Linked DNA regions of Sus scrofa: all the other regions are linked to region 5. The links are chromatin contacts, called in public HiChIP or PLAC-seq maps. All regions are on one chromosome and are shown on one strand. The core of a region is the stretch at or near the end of the contact, and the rest is flanking DNA. Distances in the headings are between cores, read along the strand shown. Region 1 holds the start of SYPL1 (synaptophysin-like protein 1). Region 2 overlaps LOC110255500 (a long non-coding RNA gene). Region 3 holds the start of NAMPT (nicotinamide phosphoribosyltransferase). Region 4 holds the start of DLD (dihydrolipoamide dehydrogenase). Region 5 holds the start of HBP1 (HMG-box transcription factor 1). Region 6 has its middle 160 kb from the start of NAMPT.

Region 1 (2,700 bases), core at 22-2,521, 980 kb before region 5:
CTTTAAGAAACATCCTCGGCAGGTTATTTAAAACGGGGAATCAGAAGTTCTTACCCTTCACCAGTTTATCACTAAAATATGGGGTTGAAGAGTTACGGACGTAAATACGGCTAGCTGTAAAAGCAACTTGCCTGCACGCTGTACAGACGCCAGCTGCCTATTAATACAGGCCTAAAAACCAGCCCTGGAACACGGGCTAGGCCACGAAGTCTGAAGGTAATGTGCAGTGCCTGGTGCATTCACTAACTCCTCCGCAGTGACTGATCATTACCAAGGTCGAAGTAATAAATCTCCTTTGATGTTAATGATTGAGAGTGTTCCCTGACTGCAGGATGTTGCTGGGAAATACCCCAAATAAATTTGATGGCGATTCCTAACTTGTGTTTAAGTGGATCAGACTATCAAGAACACGTTTTGTTCAAAGACCCTCTCCCCTACTCCCCTACCCCCGTCCGCTTCCCTGACCCACAGTTTACTTTTATCCATATTTAACTTAGAGGCAATCTTAAAAGCAAATTAACTGAGAGCTCGTCAAATCACTTTGGGAAGGCGCACTAGCTTTCGAAGGAGCGTGGCCTCAAGTTAGCCCAGGGCAGCAACACACAGGCTGACCCTTTCCACCCGGGTACAGAGGCACCGCCGGCCGCAAAGCGACTTCGGTCCGTCGGGTTTCGGTTAGACCGCAACAGGAAGTTTTCTCTTCCCTTGCGGGAAGCAGTGAAGCCAAAGAGAAATTTGAAGCACCACTCCCCCGGGACACCGAGGTGAGCTTGGGTGTGGGAGGGCGGCTCCCCCCGGCCGGACGCAGCCGAGGCACCCGTGATTCGTCGCGACCGCATCGTCCCCGCCCCGCGCGGGCCCAGGCCGCGGCCACCGTCCCCTCCCCGTGCGTGCAGTCCCGACCCTTCCCGTCCCGTCCCGGGGACGACGGCAGCTTAGGGGTCCGCCCGGGCGGGGCGGCGTCTGGGATCCCGGGGCGCCGCCCCGCCCCCGCCACCTCCCAGCCGAGGGCGCTGGCCGGCTGTAGTGGCAGCAGGAGCGGGCGCGGAGGCGCGATTCCCCGCCTCGCCGGAGCGGGCTGCACTCACCAATTCGAGGACTTTGATGAAGCCGAGCGGCTCCTTGAGCGGGTTGAGGTTGAGCTGGAAGGAGGACATCCTCTGAGGGAAGGAGGGAAAGAGTCAGGACGGCGGACAGGAGGAGGAGGGGGACGGACGAGACCAGCAGCCAGGCCGCGAGGAAGGGCAGGCGGGGCGGGCTCCGGGAGGCGGGCCTGGGAGGCGGCCTGGGAGGCGGACCTGGGAGGCCGCGGGGCGGGGCGGCGGCGGTTGAGCCGCTGGCCGAAGCGCTGGGGCGGAGAGAAGGAGGGGCGGCCGCGGGAGGCGGGGGCGGGGCAGGGGCAGGGAAGGGGCGGTGCCTCCCTGGGCCTCACCTGGCCCAGCCGGCTGATCCTCTGGCGAACCAAGTAGATGTTGGACGCCATGCTGCTTGCGCCGCGCCCCCTTCCCTCAAGTCCTGCCCCCGGCGTTCGGGTTTCTGTCGCGCATGCGTGCCCCCACCCTGCGCCTGCGTAGCGGGGGCCGTTACCTCGCGCCCAGCCCAAGTTTCCGCTTCGTGGTCTCACCACCTCGCCGTACCAAGTTCTTTTCCTCCGGCTTACCGCCACAGTTCCCAACTTTTAGGTGGATTTAAAAAAATATTGACACAGATGAAGCCGCATTTCAAGGCTGGTGTTAGGGACCTGTTGTCAAACTGGTGGAAAGTTATTGCAGAACAACGGACTTTGAGCGACAGAAGTGTAGGGTATCTCTGTCAGAAGCGTCATTCACCAAATATTCTTATGGAAATTAACTTTGTCAAAGCCATCTTTGGAGTTAGGCTTGAGAGATGTAGGAGAAAGGTTATACCTACCAGAAAATGGCTTACCCACCTGTCCTACCCTGTCCATTAAGTTCTCCGCGTGGGAAGCTCTTGGAGTCTTTCTACGGAAGACTAATTCCTGCTTTCCCTTCAAGAGTCGCCTTGGGTGACACTTCCTGGCATCCAGTTATCCGAGCCCCGAAGTAATGATCTCCTTACTGCCTTCCCCCAAATCTAGGAAGATTGGAGAGCTGGAATGCTGGCGGCTTGGCGTGTATGGTAAGATGGCTAACACCATGTAGCAATACATGGAGAAGAAAGGAATTTCGCACAGTAGAATCTCCTACCAACGTCTGAGCAGTGATCTATGAATTAGCAGGTTCCTTGCGATTGAAGTCATTCCGCTCTTATTGACTGTCTTTCTAGGAAGCTAATCCTTTCTCATCTGAGACTGGTTTACCTACTTACTTGCTTCCCAGAGAGTGCAAAGAATGTATTTCAATTTTCTGGTCCACACTCTTACTCTTTTTATCCTGACTTCCACTTCTCAGTCCTCAGCACAGCCTTATTTATGTTCAGTGGGCACCTAGTGAATGATGGCAGATTCCTCTTTCTAAACAAAAAGGCATCAGAGATGCCCCTCAAGGCAGAATCAGTGGAAAGTAACATACATTGGTACCCAGTGCATCTGAGACCACTGGTAAGTGATAATCCAAGTTTTTCTGCTTACTCTTTTATTTTATTTTTTTTAAATTTTGTTTCTGCACCTTTTCTTCCTGCACCCCGGTTTTGGGATCCCCAAGGTAGTGATCTCCTTAACAACTTCCTTGCTACTCTTCT
Region 2 (2,700 bases), core at 125-2,624, 900 kb before region 5:
AAGTGTGCAGTTCACAGCTGAGGATAATAGCTCTGTGTAGTCTTTGGGTTTGTCCTTTGGATACAGAACCCTTAAAACACTGTCATTGTGTTCTTTTATTTCCAACCTGACAAGGGTGGGTTAATCTGACTCTCAGCCCAGAAATGATGAAGGCAAGAGAAGCTTGTGGAATTTGGAGCAGTTCAAGGAAGAAATGGAATAATTTTTGTGTTTGAAGCTTTGAAATGTCTTAAATAAGCAACCATTGGAGAGCCTACTATGTGTAAGGCTGTGTGAAGGGTAGAAGAGATGTAAGCCATTTAGTCTATCACTCAAAGAGCTGATTGTTAAACTGGGAAGATGATTAACAGAAAAAGCAAAAATATAAGATAGCAAAAGAAAAAAATTATGCAGATTACCTAGGGTGATATGGAGTCAAGGAAGAGTCACTGCTAGCTGTTTTTTATCTTTCTTTCACAATATCCCATATATCCAGTAAGGACATTGCTGATGGGAGAAGAGGTGTATGCCTTGCTTTGCAGAGTCTATAGTTTGGTGGTGAAGTGATGCTTTGATCACAGAATATTTTTTCCTAATGACATTTTATAGGATTAGAAATGTGTTTTCTGGAAGAAAGTAATGTTTACTCCAAGTCAAAAATCATGTCCTGAACTGGAGTCAGCTTCTAAAAAAGTACAATGTGTAAATGCCAAGACTGAGAGGGAGTTTTTTTGAGTACAAAGTATTACTCAGAATAAGCTAAGAAACACAAATATTTTCTTCTTAAGGCAACTCCCACACCCAGGCAAGGCAGTGTGGTGGCTAAGAGCACAGACTTTCGAACCAGACAGCTTAGTTTCCACCCCTGCTCATCTACTTCTTAGTGAGTGGCCCTGGCTAATTTCTCAGTGGCTTGTTTTCTTTTTTTCTTCCTCCCTCCCCACTTCCTTCCTACTGTCTCCCTTCCTTCCTTCTTTCTTTCCAGTATGGGGCTACTTAAAAGCACTTTACCTCATAATATTGTGGTGAGTATTAATGAGCTTCTGTATGAAAAGTTGTGAGGACACTCAGAATATCCCTTTTAATTTATGTATCACTAGAACACAAATCACCCCAACACATAGCTTAAAAGAGAATCATCATTTATGTTCACCATTTCTGAAGGTCTGGAGTTCAGGAGCAGCTTAGCTGGGTGATTCTGGCTCAAGACTTCTCATGAAGTTGGAGTCAGATGTCTGCTGAGGCTAAGGTCATCCAAAGGCCCAACTGCGCTGGAGAGTCCACTTCCACTCACATGTCTGGCAAGTTGGCACGGGCTGTTGGCAGGAGACCTCAGTGCATCTTTACATGAGCCTCTCCATGGGATCGCCTGAGTGTCCTCACAACATGACTGCCACCTTCCCCTTGAGTGAGTGATCCAGGAGACCAAGGTGGAACTGCAGTGACGTGTACGGCCTAGACTTGGAAGTCACACGTTGTTGCTTCTCCTTTATTCTACTCTTACTCAGGAGGAGGGACTGCACAATGGCATGATTATCAGGAGGTGACCATCAGTCGGGGCCATCTTGGGGGCTGGCTACCACACCCTTTGGGGAGGGACTGTTTCTATGGGTATGGGACAGTTAAATACAGAATATTTTAAAGTAGCGGACTCCATATGGACACTCAGCATTATTTTCTCAAAGAAGAGTTTTGTAACATGACTGCTTTGCTCTAACTCACATCTCAGGTGTTTTGGTTTGTATTTCCCTGAAAGTAGAACCTGGGGCAAGGACTTGGTTACCTTCCCCTGGGGAGGTAACCACCCCTGCCTGTCAGGTTGGTACTTACATTCAGGGTCAGAGGTCCTTATGGTGTTGGGGGAGGCTCTGAGTTAAAGTGGAAACCTTGGCTCTTTTTGCAGGTGGGATACTGTGAGCTCACAGGTGGGCTGAGGGATGTGATGTGGACCCTAGAGACATTTGCTCCATCAGGTTTGCAGGACCTAGGGATTAAATAGATATGTTAGTTTGGCTCCTCCAAGAAGCAGATGTCAAGAGAAGGTTGGACGTGCAAGGAATACAATGGGGAATGTGCCCTGTGGAAGACGGGAGGAAATTGGAAGAGGCTGGATGAGCTACCAGACGGTGATACAAGTCTGCGCTCTGGGGGAGGAGACAAGAAGAAAAAAAGGTTGGGTAGAAAGAGTCTCAGATGGTGGCACAAGTTGAAGAAAGGTTCAGCCAGGCTGATGGGGGGAGCTCAAGCCAAAACTTCCCATGGAAAGCATCCTGGGTTTCACAGGACTGCCTGCCCTGTTGTCCAGCCTGTGTGTAGCATGGCCTTGGTGCCAATGTAGGAGTGGATTCATTTCAACTCGGCCAGCAGGCAATTACCCTCCCTCAGTTACGGATCTCAGAGGCACATCCTCCTGGCAGCCAGGAGGTTTTGTGCATGAGCAGCACAGGTAGTTGCAACAAGTTTTGTATTTGGGAAAACCACAGGTCACCCTGAGATAGTAAGATCTTTCCTTCTATCTTCTGTCTGCCACATTGTCTGAAATTCCACCATAAGAAAGTAATCCCTTTGTTTAATTGTTACCCTCTCTTCTACCTCAACTCTGAGTAGGAACATCTTTCTTCTTACTTCTAACATCTTAGAGAAGAGTTACTAACACTTTAATATGAACAAATTGTCCAAATTATTTTATTCTATGGCAGACAGAAGGAATCTGAGACAGCG
Region 3 (2,700 bases), core at 90-2,589, 800 kb before region 5:
AAACAATATAAAACTTAAGTAAAATGGGATTCTCCAAAATACTTTATTGGAATTAAAAAAAAAAAAACCCAAAAACCCAAAGCAACAAAATCACAAAACCCCAAACTAAAAACGTCATGCTTTAATCACTATATTCTGAACTCTCGTGCTGTTCACAGTAAAAACTAAAATTTATTTTACGAAAGTGGGGTTTCCAAGCTGACAGCTCATCTTTTAGGTGTCCTGACTAACAAAATTTCTCAGCAAAGTATAGTCCAGTTTACTTCATATAATTTGGATACTAGGGGAAAAACCATTTGCCGGATTTGTCTCTAATCACTCTTCCCTTTTTACTAATGTACATGAGCTTCAAATAAAACGAGGTAGCTATACGTGCAAGGGTCCAATAGGTTTAGTAACACAAGGTTGTGCCGCTTTTCCCTCAACAAGTTCTCTAGGGTTAACTACAGTTCATTTAACTACTTGTGTTTCACTTTCTTTTTCACAGAAATCCTGCAGTGGTCCTAATGGGATAATGGCAGATTGGCTTTCGCAACAGGGGATATACGAAGCATGAGTGATTACCAGCAGCAAAGAAGTTTGAAACGGAGCCCAGAGGAGTGGGAAGGGGGAATCCATCAGGGTGACCAGAGACTGATAGCTAAGTGTCCTCTGCGCCCGAGCCACAGGCAGAGGAACGTGGCTGGCTGCTCCCGCACCCCTGAAGAACCTGGCCCACCCCTTCCTTGGAAAGGGACGTACCTTCCCACTTAGGGGGTGGGCTCACACGACACACCTCAGCGGGGGAAACCCCACTTCTCAAACCTCGTTCCCGGTCTCTACGGCAGAACCCTAGGGGCCGTTACCTAACTGACCCGGCTCCTCCAGCGAGCCCTCGCCCAGGCCGGCCCTGCCCTCCCCGGCCCGGGGCCAAAAGGCCGCGCTCCTGGGGAAGGCGTGCGCTCAGCCGGTGACGCCCCAGCCTGCCCGCCGCCCGCAAACCCGCACGAGCCCCCGGCGGCGGGCGCGCGGCACCGGCCCGGGCCAGCCTCAGCCCCTAGCCGCGCACCTCCGACCACGCACCCCCAGGCCCCGCCTCCTGCCGTCCATCCCTCCATCCCTCCTCCCTCCACCTCCTCGCCACTGCGGCGCCAGCCTCACCTGCCCGGTCCCGCCGCCACCGCCGTCCGCGCCTTCCCTTGGGGCCGCCTCGCGCCAAGACCCCAGCCCCGACACCCCGCCCCGCGCTCGTCCCCGACGCGCCCTCTCTTCCTCCGTCACCTGCCCCCGCCTCGAGCCTCTACCTTGTACGAGTCGGTGGCCAGGAGGATGTTGAATTCGGCTTCTGCCGCAGCATTCATCTCGGGCCGGAGTGTGGGGGCCACGCGCCGCGGGCTGCCCGGCGCGGCTGCGAGGAAGGAGAAAAATGGGCTTCACCGCGCTCCGTTGCTTAAGTCACCGCTCGGTCGGAGGGGGAGGGGGAGTGGAGGGGAAAACGGAGCGGGGAGGAGGGGCCAGAGGAGGGCGGGCCTGGGAGCCGTGACGCGGTGAGGGTGGCGGCAGTGTCGGAGCGGCGGCGGAGGCGGTAGCGCACTCACACTCAGGGGACTCCGGCGATCTCCTCACCCCGGTTCCCCGCCCCCGCCCCATCGCCCCGGCGGGGACGCTAGGGGCGGGGCGCGGCCGCGCGTGCGCAGCGTGCAGGGGGCGGGGCTGGGCGGGGAGGACGTGAGGCACGCGCTCTTTCTCGGAAACGCCCACCCCGGGAAGCCTGAGGCTGCGGGGCTGCCCTGGCCCGTGACCCCGGCGCCCGCCTGGCTTACGTCTCTCGGCCCCGCGCAGCGGGGCGGGGCCGGGAGGGGGCGTTCCCAGGCTCGCCACTCTTGCGATTAGCCGGTTCGCCTGTCCCGCTGGCACATTCCTGTCCTACCCAGTCCTGGCCCTTTTTTCAGAGTCCTCCTGAAGTCACGCCACCCGGCTGGGGGCCGAGGAGCCTCCCTCTGCTCATCTTCCCGTTCCCCTCGCGCAGTTACTCACCTTTGTCTCTGGCTTGGATTAAGGATGGAACCTTTTGCCTCCATCCCTTGAGTCCCTTCTGGTCCTCCTAACCCTCTCTTTAAAATCTGAACAGCTGAAGTGAGGAATAAAAAGAGCTGAGGAGCCGCTTTATAATCTGACGCATCGCCCTCGCTTTCCTCCGGCTCAGTGGCTGAGCCCTTTGATCCTCTTGGGGAGGTTTTGACTTTCCCCGATAAAATAGCCTGCGCCCAAAGTTGGGGGCTGAATTCAGTCCTCACAGATAATGAGAGGATAAGAACTCGCTGAATCTAATATTGCTGAGAAGTATACGGCAAAGGGCCAAGTCTTTGACAAGGTGCGAGACTGACTTTTATCATTATAATTGCTCAATCTTGGGAAACGGGTTGGCAACTTGGAAAAAAAAAGCAAAAAACGAAGTGAAACGACGTCGGATGACTTCATCCAAAGGCAAACCATCCATTTGCGCAGTTCTCATACGTGGTTGTATTTTTGAGTAAAACCAAGATTCCCTTTGTCTCTGGGATCAGCAGCTGCTTGTGTTTTTATTTTATTTTTTTAGATTTAGGTTTTACAAGATAGAAGTTGCTGGGGAAAGGGAATTTAATGAAAATTGGAAGAACTTTATAGATTGTAGTTCAAGCTAGTGGAAGTCTCATTTTATGCGGGGGGGGTGTGGAGGCT
Region 4 (2,700 bases), core at 132-2,631, 680 kb after region 5:
AACCCAGCAAGCATCCATGAGGAGGCAGGTTCAGTCCCTGGCTTTGCCCAGTGGGTTAAGGATCTGGCATTGCTGTGGCTGTGGTGTAGGCCATCAACTACAGCTCCAGTTGGGACCCTAGCCTGGGAACCTCCACATGCCGTGGGTACAGCCCTAAAAAGACTGAAAAAAAAGAATGACTATAACATTTTGTATTATGTATGACTGGCATTTGGAGGCATCATGAATCATAAAGGAGCAAATATGTATTTAATGTATTAGATATTAGGTAGTTAAAATTGAGATGGTGGCAGGACCACCCACTTGTATGTGTTCAGTAGACAGCTGAAAATATGGAATTGGAGACCAGGAGAGAAGTAGAGACAGGAGCTAAGGATATAAGAGTTATCAGTGTATGTCTGTGGGTGCTAAAACCATGAAAATGGTTTAGATGGCCAAAATACTTATGTATAGAGGAAAACACAGGGAAAATGGATATTGAATGACAAGTAGTAGCCTCTGTAGCAAACACTAAAGATCATTATCTTTTCCCCTAAAGCAGCTTAACTAGGTAGGGAGTAATTTCTAATTAGTATTTAAATTCACAGAGCCCGGAATAGCGCCTGGGCAGTAAACTTTCAAGACAGAGTTAAATTTTATCCCATGTATAGTTATGGCAAAGCAAAAATCAGACTTTAGGTTTCTGTGCTCAGCCTTGAAGACAATATTTTTCCATTGTCTCATGTGAGAACCTGTAACCTCATCCACCACCCCACCCATTCTTATTTGCTCTGACAAGGAGATGTGTCTCCCAACTGAGGCGGCAGGGAAAAGTGTGTTTTCTACGTATTGCCAGGTAGTTTACTTAGAGCAGAATGCTGGTGATACCAAAGTATGTGACCCCATCTTTTATATGGCCTTTGATCTACAGGAGGAATTATAAAGCAGGAATTAGGATGAAAAGCTTTGACCTCAGGGCTGCAGTTACCGGTCCCCTGTGAGACCTTGAGGGTATTGTTTAATCTTTCAGGCCCTCATCTAAGAAGTGGAAATACTAGTAATCCTTCATATAGTTAAGGACAAAAGTGAGATAAGGCCCGGACAATGTTGAGATTCCTCAGCCTAACACAACAAAGAACCTGTGAAGCTTTACTTTCTGCACCGTGCATTAAGCAAACCTTAGCTTTAGTTACTCCACTTTCCAAAAACAAGCGCACTCTGTAACCCCCAGCACTCTTTTATCCCTAAAATGGTCCCTCATTCCCTGCTACCACAAAGCACTATGCTCCTTACGACAGTGTACGACGTTGAGCCGGACGGCACCCCCCTCGCGGGCCAATCGCGCTGCTCCGGACCGATAACGTAGGCGCGCTCGTGCATGCGCAGGCCGGGAAGACCTTGGCGAGTCGGCGGAGGTGCTTAGCGGAGGTGAAGGAGTTGGCGCAAAGGCCAATACAGCGGCAAGATGCAAAGCTGGAGTCGTGTATACTGTACCTTGGCCAAGGTGAGGACCGACTGGGTAGGTTCGTGATGAGCCAGAGGTGCAGAGAGGCCCGGTGACGCGGTCCCGAACGCTACCTAAGTGGTGGGTGTGGGAGCGGCAGGCGGCCGGGCCGAGACCACCAGCGGTTCCGCCCCTGAACCGGCATAGTCCGGACGGAGGCTGGGAAGCAAAGGCCCGGGCTGTGGGGAGGCCCTTTCAGTTGTGTGGTGGTCAGCAGTTGCACATGGTCACCTCCCAAGCCCCCAGCTGGCCTATGGGATCTTGGGACGGCGGGGAGTATGTGTCGCCTTAGCACCTTTTGGTTAACTCTTAGTACCTTTTCCTAATCCTGGCTCTTGAGTGGCTTTTGTGCAGTGGGCAGGTAACTTTGGGGTTACCGCTTGAAAGAACCAGACCGGGTCAGCCCCCAGCGGGTAGCTCTAGGAATTCCTCAAAGATACCTTCAGTGCCTGCTGCTTTAAGCTAACGTCTATTGGCTTTTTTCGTAGAAGCATTTATATTTTATTATAGGAGTTATGGTCAATATAGCTTTCCCTTTTCATCTGTGTACCAAATACAGCCAGACGGTACATATGTGGAATCGTGGCCGAATACTATATTGATGGAGACTTTAAAAGTTATGCAGCGATCAAACTCCTTTGTCTTTGTTTCAAAGATGAGTAGCATGTGTGCCCCAAAGTTAATGTAACGTGTGTCAGAGTTTATACTTTGAGAGGCAGAGCTGGGGCTAAAACTCAGGATTGCTATTTAGTCACTTGTTCTTTGTCCTCTGTAGGGACCTCAGGTGCAAGAATTGCCTTGGAATAGACAACATTACTAGATCGGTGTAGGTTTTGTCACTGCCTCCTATCTACGTGCTGTCGTAGGAGCCATTTGCTGTGTTTTTTTGTGCCTCATCATTCTTAGGAGATAGTAGCCATCCGTATTTAGAGGTTGTGGAGATTGAGATCCAGTTTGGAGAACTGTAATAGCTCTTGAATATGAGTACATTAGTGCATTTTCCTAAGGCATCTTGTCTCATTTTCTATTCCTGGTGGGCAGTTCAGGAATATCTTCATAGACTTTACATGGTAGATTTGAGTTAGTAAACGATAGTTACATATCAAAGGATTGTCGTAATGCAGATTATTCAAGTACTTAAGCTGCAACTTTAAAAACTTTAATTATGACATTAAAATGATTCGTGGCACTAAAAATTAGCCATGCTTTCTGAGAAT
Region 5 (2,700 bases), core at 149-2,648:
GCATGCATATAGTCATCTAAAGATATAAAGCCTAAAGCGTAGCTGAAATGATTAAACACTAAAGGTTCAAAGGAAAAAAGCTTAATAATGTTTTTGTAATGGGAATGGTAATAACATCAATTACAGACTAGGGACTGTGGTGGACCGCCTTGTTTAAAGTGAAGGTAACTATAAAGCCAGAGAAGTCATCCTCCTCCTCGGCTGAGTCAGAGCATTAGTAACTTAAGGAGGAACTCTGATGGACACGAAGTGGGAAGTCATTCATCTTTCATCAATGGGAAGCCCTCTGGAGAGGAAAAATGGTTAACAAAAACTCACCGCAGAAACTTAGAAAATGATTTACAAAATAAATCACTTTGTCATACATTATAGCCCCCTCTATATTACCTTAAACCACCCTCAAGCGGTTCAATACGCAAAACACCGCTTTGATTTCGCTCAATACCAAAGTCAACAGCAAATCGCCCCCACTTCCGGCCCCTTAGACCTCTGTAAATTCTCCAGACTCTGAGCTTCTCTCTTTCTGTTCATCTCCAAGCCTCTCAGTGCCTGGCACGTAGCCGGCATTCAACAAATCTTGAGAGAACTGAACAGAGTTGGCAGAGAAGCCTCAAGCTGCTGTCCCGAGAGTGGTGAGGCTAGGCGCGTTGTAAAGGAAGGCTGTCCTCCGACTGGAGCTCAGCACCGTCTTTATTATCCTCATCAAGCCTGGGGCCGTGATTTGTGGGTGACTGGGTCCCTCGCTATGCTGCACTGCTTCCGCTTGTGCAGTCATCTCCTTCCCTTCTCTCTAAAACAATACCTTGGCCTCCTGCCAAACTTTGAGCCGCGAGCGACTCTGGCTGTTTATGGCCCGGAATGGGTGCTGCGAGAGACGTGAAGCTGCTTTGAGTGCTAGGAAAGGCCCAAAGGAAGGGAAGAGGCCAAAGCTTTGAAACACTCCCTTCCTCCGCCCCCTCCCTTTTGTCCCAGACAGCAAAACAAACGAGCTGATACACGTGTCCCTATGACTCTTGTTTACTATCAAGACCGCACTCTGCAGGCGGTCTTGGGAACTGTAGTCCAACGTTCCTCCGACCTGCAGGTTCCGAGAGGCATGAAACTAGGATGAGACTACGAACCCACAATCCTTTTCGGGTGCAAAGTTTGGCTCGCGTCCCGGGAGTCTCGGCAGCAATCCAATCCGAAGCGCTCATCGTAGTGATTGACACACCATCTTCTCCAGTGAACACAACACAAAAGTCAATACAAGCCCGCCCCGCGAGAAGGACCACGGTATCACCCAATGGGAAAGGGAAATGGTCGAATGGCAGTTCCTCAGACCAATAATAGGGCGAAGGAGCTGCTCGGAGGCCCAACCCCCGGGGGGTTGAGGGGAGGGGGAAGACGAAGCTTGAAAGACTTGGTAATGGCGACGGGTTTGGTAAGTAGGAAAGTTTCGGTTGAGAACTAAGAGCGGCGGCGGGAGCGGTAACGCGTGCCAGGGAGGCCGTCGTCAGTCGGAGAGGGAGTATGGGAGCTGCCTGTGGTGCTGTCGCGGCCAGGGGGGCCCGAGCCAGGGCTGCCTGCACTCCGCGACGGGTTTGTTGTCTTTCTGTTCGGGAAGGGGTGGGGGTGGGGAAGGGAGGGGCAGGATCCCGAGGGGATCCGGCCGCCGGGCAGGCTTGGGTTCGCGCTCCTCTTCCTCATGGTGGGAGCAGTTAACCGACCGATACTTGCCCGTGGCGAACCCCCTGGAGTGGCGCCTCCCGCGAGCTCACCTGAGCTTCGCGGCCAGCGGGGGTCTCGGGACTGAGGCTGGGAGGCGTTGGCGAGGATGACGCCCCGGGCCGGGTTGCGCGGTGGGTGGCCGGGCCGGGTGGGAAGATGGGGCAGGCCTAGGCGGGGGAAGGGGCCTGACGCGGCAGCGGGGCTGCCCAAGAAAGTTTGACCTCAACTTCTCGCGTGTGGGCGGGGGGTCGGAGGTTGGCCTGGGTGGGCAGCTGGCCGGGGGTGGGGGACTCTAGTGAGGCGCCGCCTCTTTCGGGCAGAGAGGGGCTTTGGGACGAGCTGGGAAGCTCGCGGAGCTGCTGGGCCCCGGAGCTCATTGTTACGCAGTTCGAATGAATGGGCTCCGTGGCGCCTGCGCGGTGGGGCTGAGCCGAGGGGAAAAACAAGCCTGGAGTCCAGGCTGCGGTCACATGATGGGGGGAGGGGAGGGAACGCGATGAATGGCGAAAGAGGGTGGGGGATGGACTTGGCGTGAACCTGGAGGCTGTGCCTCCGTTTGACCCGGAGCCGAGGTTTGGCAGGAGATTCCAGTCTTCTCCTTCCAACCTATGCTGCTGCCCCAGGCAGATTAAAACAAAACAAAAAAGAATCCAGGCGAAATCGGCAGCCGGGGCCGGGTTTTTGTGGTTTCTTTAAACGCTACTTGCTGTTAGGGGATTTTACTCGCCGTTGGGCATTCTTCACCTTCTGGAGTTCATTCTTTAGGAGTTTTCGGCAACAACCTTCTGTAAAAGAAGCGCTGAATGCGGGGATGTATTCTAGAGCCTTTAGCTCTGGGAGCCACTGATACTAAGGGAGGACGATAGGGAGTTGTGTTTATATTCGGAAGTGTTGAGTTCCACCAACAATTCCGACTAAGTGGTTTATATTTATTTCCCTCTAATTAGCAGCGAATGATTCCATCAGTTACCTTTTGAGAATTAAACTGAC
Region 6 (2,820 bases), core at 118-2,617, 640 kb before region 5:
TGCCTGCCAAGGCCGGCTTGTCTGGGAGGCTGGGTTCCACCTGCTTTCATGGCAGCCCAGCTCCAGGTGGTGAGGTTGGGGGAAAGGGACCTGAACTCTTACTCACCTCCTATTATTCCCTTTCTATATCCCAAGCCCATGAGCTGCAGATAAGTTCTTCCTTTTAGAAATCTCCAAACTCCCAATACTGTCTCCAGAAAACTCTGCTCACATAGTAGGACCCCTGGCCAGTCTTCCCTGGGGAAGAACTTTCTGGTCTCAGGCACCCCCTCTCCAACTCTCACCATCTCTCCTTCTGTGGGCATCTTGCACCCTCTGAATGCCACAGCTATCAGCTTAGCCAATGGCCATTCTCAGGTTATTCCATGGGCTAATCTCCCCAGCTAGAAGGCAGACTCTTAAAGGAACAGGATCCCCTGTCCCTCCCTTCCTTCCGTATTTTAAATACGAGGGTTTGACCTTGCCCTTGACTTTGGGACAGACAATTCCTGGTGAATAGGGCATAACAGTTCCTGCCCTAACACAAGGTTCAGTTTGGTGGTGGTGGTGGTAGAGGGAAAATATGATGAGAAAATACGCAATTGTAGTAGACCACAGCCGGGGACAGAAATTCACCCATTCATTTATTCATTCACTCATCCCACAAATGTATACAGGGCTGGAACTATGTTAGCCATTGGGGAATACAACTGCTGCGGGCAGAGCCTGTCCTCACCTGTTCACCATCCAGGAAGGGGAAGCCAGGATTAGAGAGCCAAGGGTGGTCAATAGCCTATATTCAGAAGGTGAGATGGAAACAAAGTCCTGAAGCTGCGAGATAAGGGTGATGAACACCAGTTACATGGAAATGAGCAGAAATTGAAGCTGCCGGGACACTTTAGCTCCCCCTTCCTTCTATGTGTTTCTAATCCAGACTTTCTTACTGGGGAAAAATAAAACCAAGAAACAAACCATGCTGTCTGTACATCTGTCATGTTGCACAGGGAAGGGCATCTCCCTCTCCAGGCTAGAGTTGTCTCTGGAAGTGCCTTCCCATGGTGGAAATTCCCAGAGAGCCCACTGGCATGGAAGGAGATATCTGTGTTTTTCTAGAACAGGAGGGGCTAACTTTCCCCTGGAACCTGCTACAAACTGCATTTATATTCCACCCACAGGAGTCCTTTGCTCCTTGATGTAAGAACGTCTTTCATGGAATGGGTTTCTCCATGGGAAGGAACACAGCAAAAAGGTACCAAGACCAGCCCTTGATCCCTTATTTCCACTACCAGCTAAATGGCAGGTTCCTCTCCAGGTACAAAGGTGGGGACCCAGACAAAGCCTGCGTCCTGCCATAGCTCTGGAGCTCTGCGGGGATTTCCACCAGCTCCCTGTCTGTGTCACTCAGTGTAGGGTGTTCCCAGCACGGCTCCCCGCCTCCACGCACCTCCTCCGCACCCCCAGGAGAATTCTGCTGTGTGAGGATGAATCGGCAGAATTTGCCAACAGTTGAGTCGAGGCAGGCATCTGGGTCCCAGTTGGGAGCTGCAACTGTCTCTCCTCCCCTTGGCAGGCAATCTCTCTGCCTAAGAATTGCCTTCCTGGGAGTTCCCATTGTGGCTCAGTGGGATAGGAACCCAACTAGCATCCATGGGGATGAGGGTTCGATCCCTGGCCTCACTATGTGGGTTAAGGATCTGGTGTTGTCGTGAGCTGTGGTGTAGGTCATAGACACAGCTCAGATCCCACGTGTCTGTGGCTATGGTGTAGGCCAGCGTCTGCAGCTCTGATTCAACCCCCTAGCCTGGGAATCTCCATATGCCAAGGGTGTGGCCCTAAAAAGCAAAAAAAAAAAAAAAAAAAAAAAAAAAAAATTGCCTTCCTGCTCAGTCCCTATGTCACATGCTCCTAGCCATTCTTCAGCTCTGTCCCCACTGCTGGCGCCGCTCAGGAAGAAGGGCAGGGAGGTTCCAACTCCCCAGGGTGAGTCCTTTGTGGCCCACACGGCTCTACAGACATGCCCGCAACATTACAGGCATGAGAACACAGCGCCGCCCAACAGCAACTGAACCCCCAAAACACTGATTTACATTTTCTACAGAATTAAGTGATTCTTTAGAGGTGGTGTGGACTCTTCAGAGAGAGGGATGTTGGCCTGAGGCTGGAGTAGATGGGCCCAGTTTTACAAATCATTTCTTCTCTGTGGCTGACCTTCTATGGCATAACACAAGGCCTTTGTTTTTCCTTCAGTTTGAGAACTTTCCCTTCTGACCTTGCTTTGCATAAGATACCTATGAAAGGTCAAAGATAAAGCCGCTGACAATCCCAGCATCTCACTGGAGACAGACATTTTTATCACCTCTCATCAGGGTGAGTCACCAAGGGGATATTTTGATTCCATCTCCTTTCCTTTTTTTCACATCCCCTCCTGTGTGATGTGAACAAGCCAGGAAATTTTTGCTTTCTTAATAATACATATCTTATTATGAGGCTTATAGCATCCTGCTAGGGTGAGCAGAGAAAGTCTTACCCCAATTTTTCAGATGGGGAAACTGAGGCTCAGAGACGTTGCACAACCTAGCCAAAGTTGCCCACGTGGAAAGTGGGAGAATCTGGTCTGAATTTTTTCTTTTTCTTTTCATTCTTTCTTTTCTTTTTTCTTTTTTTTTTCCTGCAGCATATGGAAGTTCCCAGGCCAGGGTTCGAATCCGTGCCACAGCTGTAACCAGAGCTACAGCAGTGACAACACCAGATCCTTAACCTGCTGAACCACATGGAAACACCTAAAATGTTTTTGTTTTTTACTCTACACTCAAGATCTGTTTTGTTAAAACGAACAGCCAA

Evidence for each region. HiChIP or PLAC-seq counts read pairs in DNA pulled down with a chosen protein or histone mark.
Region 1: a contact with region 5 is called in an H3K27ac HiChIP or PLAC-seq map of alveolar macrophages. The contact joins the promoter of SYPL1 here to the promoter of HBP1 in region 5. A contact is called at or near these places in 2 of 5 promoter capture datasets (fetal liver and liver) and 2 of 2 datasets of contacts at active chromatin or transcription factors (alveolar macrophages and skeletal muscle).
Region 2: an H3K27ac HiChIP or PLAC-seq map of skeletal muscle shows a contact between it and region 5. The contact joins the enhancer-like site here to the promoter of HBP1 in region 5. A contact is called at or near these places in 1 of 5 promoter capture datasets (liver), 5 of 47 Hi-C or Micro-C datasets (brain, embryonic fibroblasts, psoas muscle and 2 more) and 2 of 2 datasets of contacts at active chromatin or transcription factors (alveolar macrophages and skeletal muscle).
Region 3: a contact with region 5 is called in an H3K27ac HiChIP or PLAC-seq map of alveolar macrophages. The contact joins the promoter of NAMPT here to the promoter of HBP1 in region 5. A contact is called at or near these places in 2 of 5 promoter capture datasets (fetal liver and liver), 6 of 47 Hi-C or Micro-C datasets (embryonic fibroblasts, fetal heart ventricle, liver and 2 more) and 2 of 2 datasets of contacts at active chromatin or transcription factors (alveolar macrophages and skeletal muscle).
Region 4: a contact with region 5 is called in an H3K27ac HiChIP or PLAC-seq map of alveolar macrophages. The contact joins the promoter of DLD here to the promoter of HBP1 in region 5. A contact is called at or near these places in 1 of 5 promoter capture datasets (liver) and 2 of 2 datasets of contacts at active chromatin or transcription factors (alveolar macrophages and skeletal muscle).
Region 6: an H3K27ac HiChIP or PLAC-seq map of alveolar macrophages shows a contact between it and region 5. The contact joins the enhancer-like site here to the promoter of HBP1 in region 5. A contact is called at or near these places in 1 of 5 promoter capture datasets (liver), 6 of 47 Hi-C or Micro-C datasets (embryonic fibroblasts, liver, mesenchymal stem cells and 1 more) and 2 of 2 datasets of contacts at active chromatin or transcription factors (alveolar macrophages and skeletal muscle).

What each region holds. Positions count from the first base shown.
Region 1 is chr9:105,983,901-105,986,600 of Sscrofa11.1, forward strand. It overlaps SYPL1 (synaptophysin-like protein 1), which reads right to left and starts at 1,272. Exons shown (of 5, transcript XM_021063515.1): 1 at 1,089-1,272. The coding sequence starts at 1,157. LOC106504993 (a long non-coding RNA gene) reads left to right here and starts at 1,360. Exons shown (of 2, transcript XR_002335905.1): 1 at 1,360-2,560.
Region 2 is chr9:106,061,612-106,064,311 of Sscrofa11.1, forward strand. All of the region lies in intron 1 of LOC110255500 (a long non-coding RNA gene), which reads left to right. Among named protein-coding and RNA genes, the nearest start is that of SYPL1, 78 kb to the left of the region's middle. Within about 2 kb of position 1,375, at least 13 of the 83 cell types and tissues checked have an H3K27ac peak or open chromatin away from gene starts, as enhancers often do. A contact at or near this core is called in skeletal muscle, where this site is marked.
Region 3 is chr9:106,160,502-106,163,201 of Sscrofa11.1, forward strand. It overlaps NAMPT (nicotinamide phosphoribosyltransferase), which reads right to left and starts at 1,340. Exons shown (of 11, transcript NM_001031793.2): 1 at 1,284-1,340. The coding sequence starts at 1,340.
Region 4 is chr9:107,640,748-107,643,447 of Sscrofa11.1, forward strand. It overlaps DLD (dihydrolipoamide dehydrogenase), which reads left to right and starts at 1,382. Exons shown (of 14, transcript NM_214062.1): 1 at 1,382-1,483. The coding sequence starts at 1,445.
Region 5 is chr9:106,964,662-106,967,361 of Sscrofa11.1, forward strand. HBP1 (HMG-box transcription factor 1) reads left to right here and starts at 1,399. Exons shown (of 11, transcript NM_001244264.1): 1 at 1,399-1,423. The coding sequence starts at 1,409. LOC110262252 (a long non-coding RNA gene) reads right to left here and starts at 1,141. Exons shown (of 2, transcript XR_002347084.1): 1 at 803-1,141.
Region 6 is chr9:106,320,759-106,323,578 of Sscrofa11.1, forward strand. No RefSeq gene overlaps it. Among named protein-coding and RNA genes, the nearest start is that of NAMPT, 160 kb to the left of the region's middle. Within about 2 kb of position 1,368, at least 7 of the 83 cell types and tissues checked have an H3K27ac peak or open chromatin away from gene starts, as enhancers often do. A contact at or near this core is called in alveolar macrophages, where this site is marked.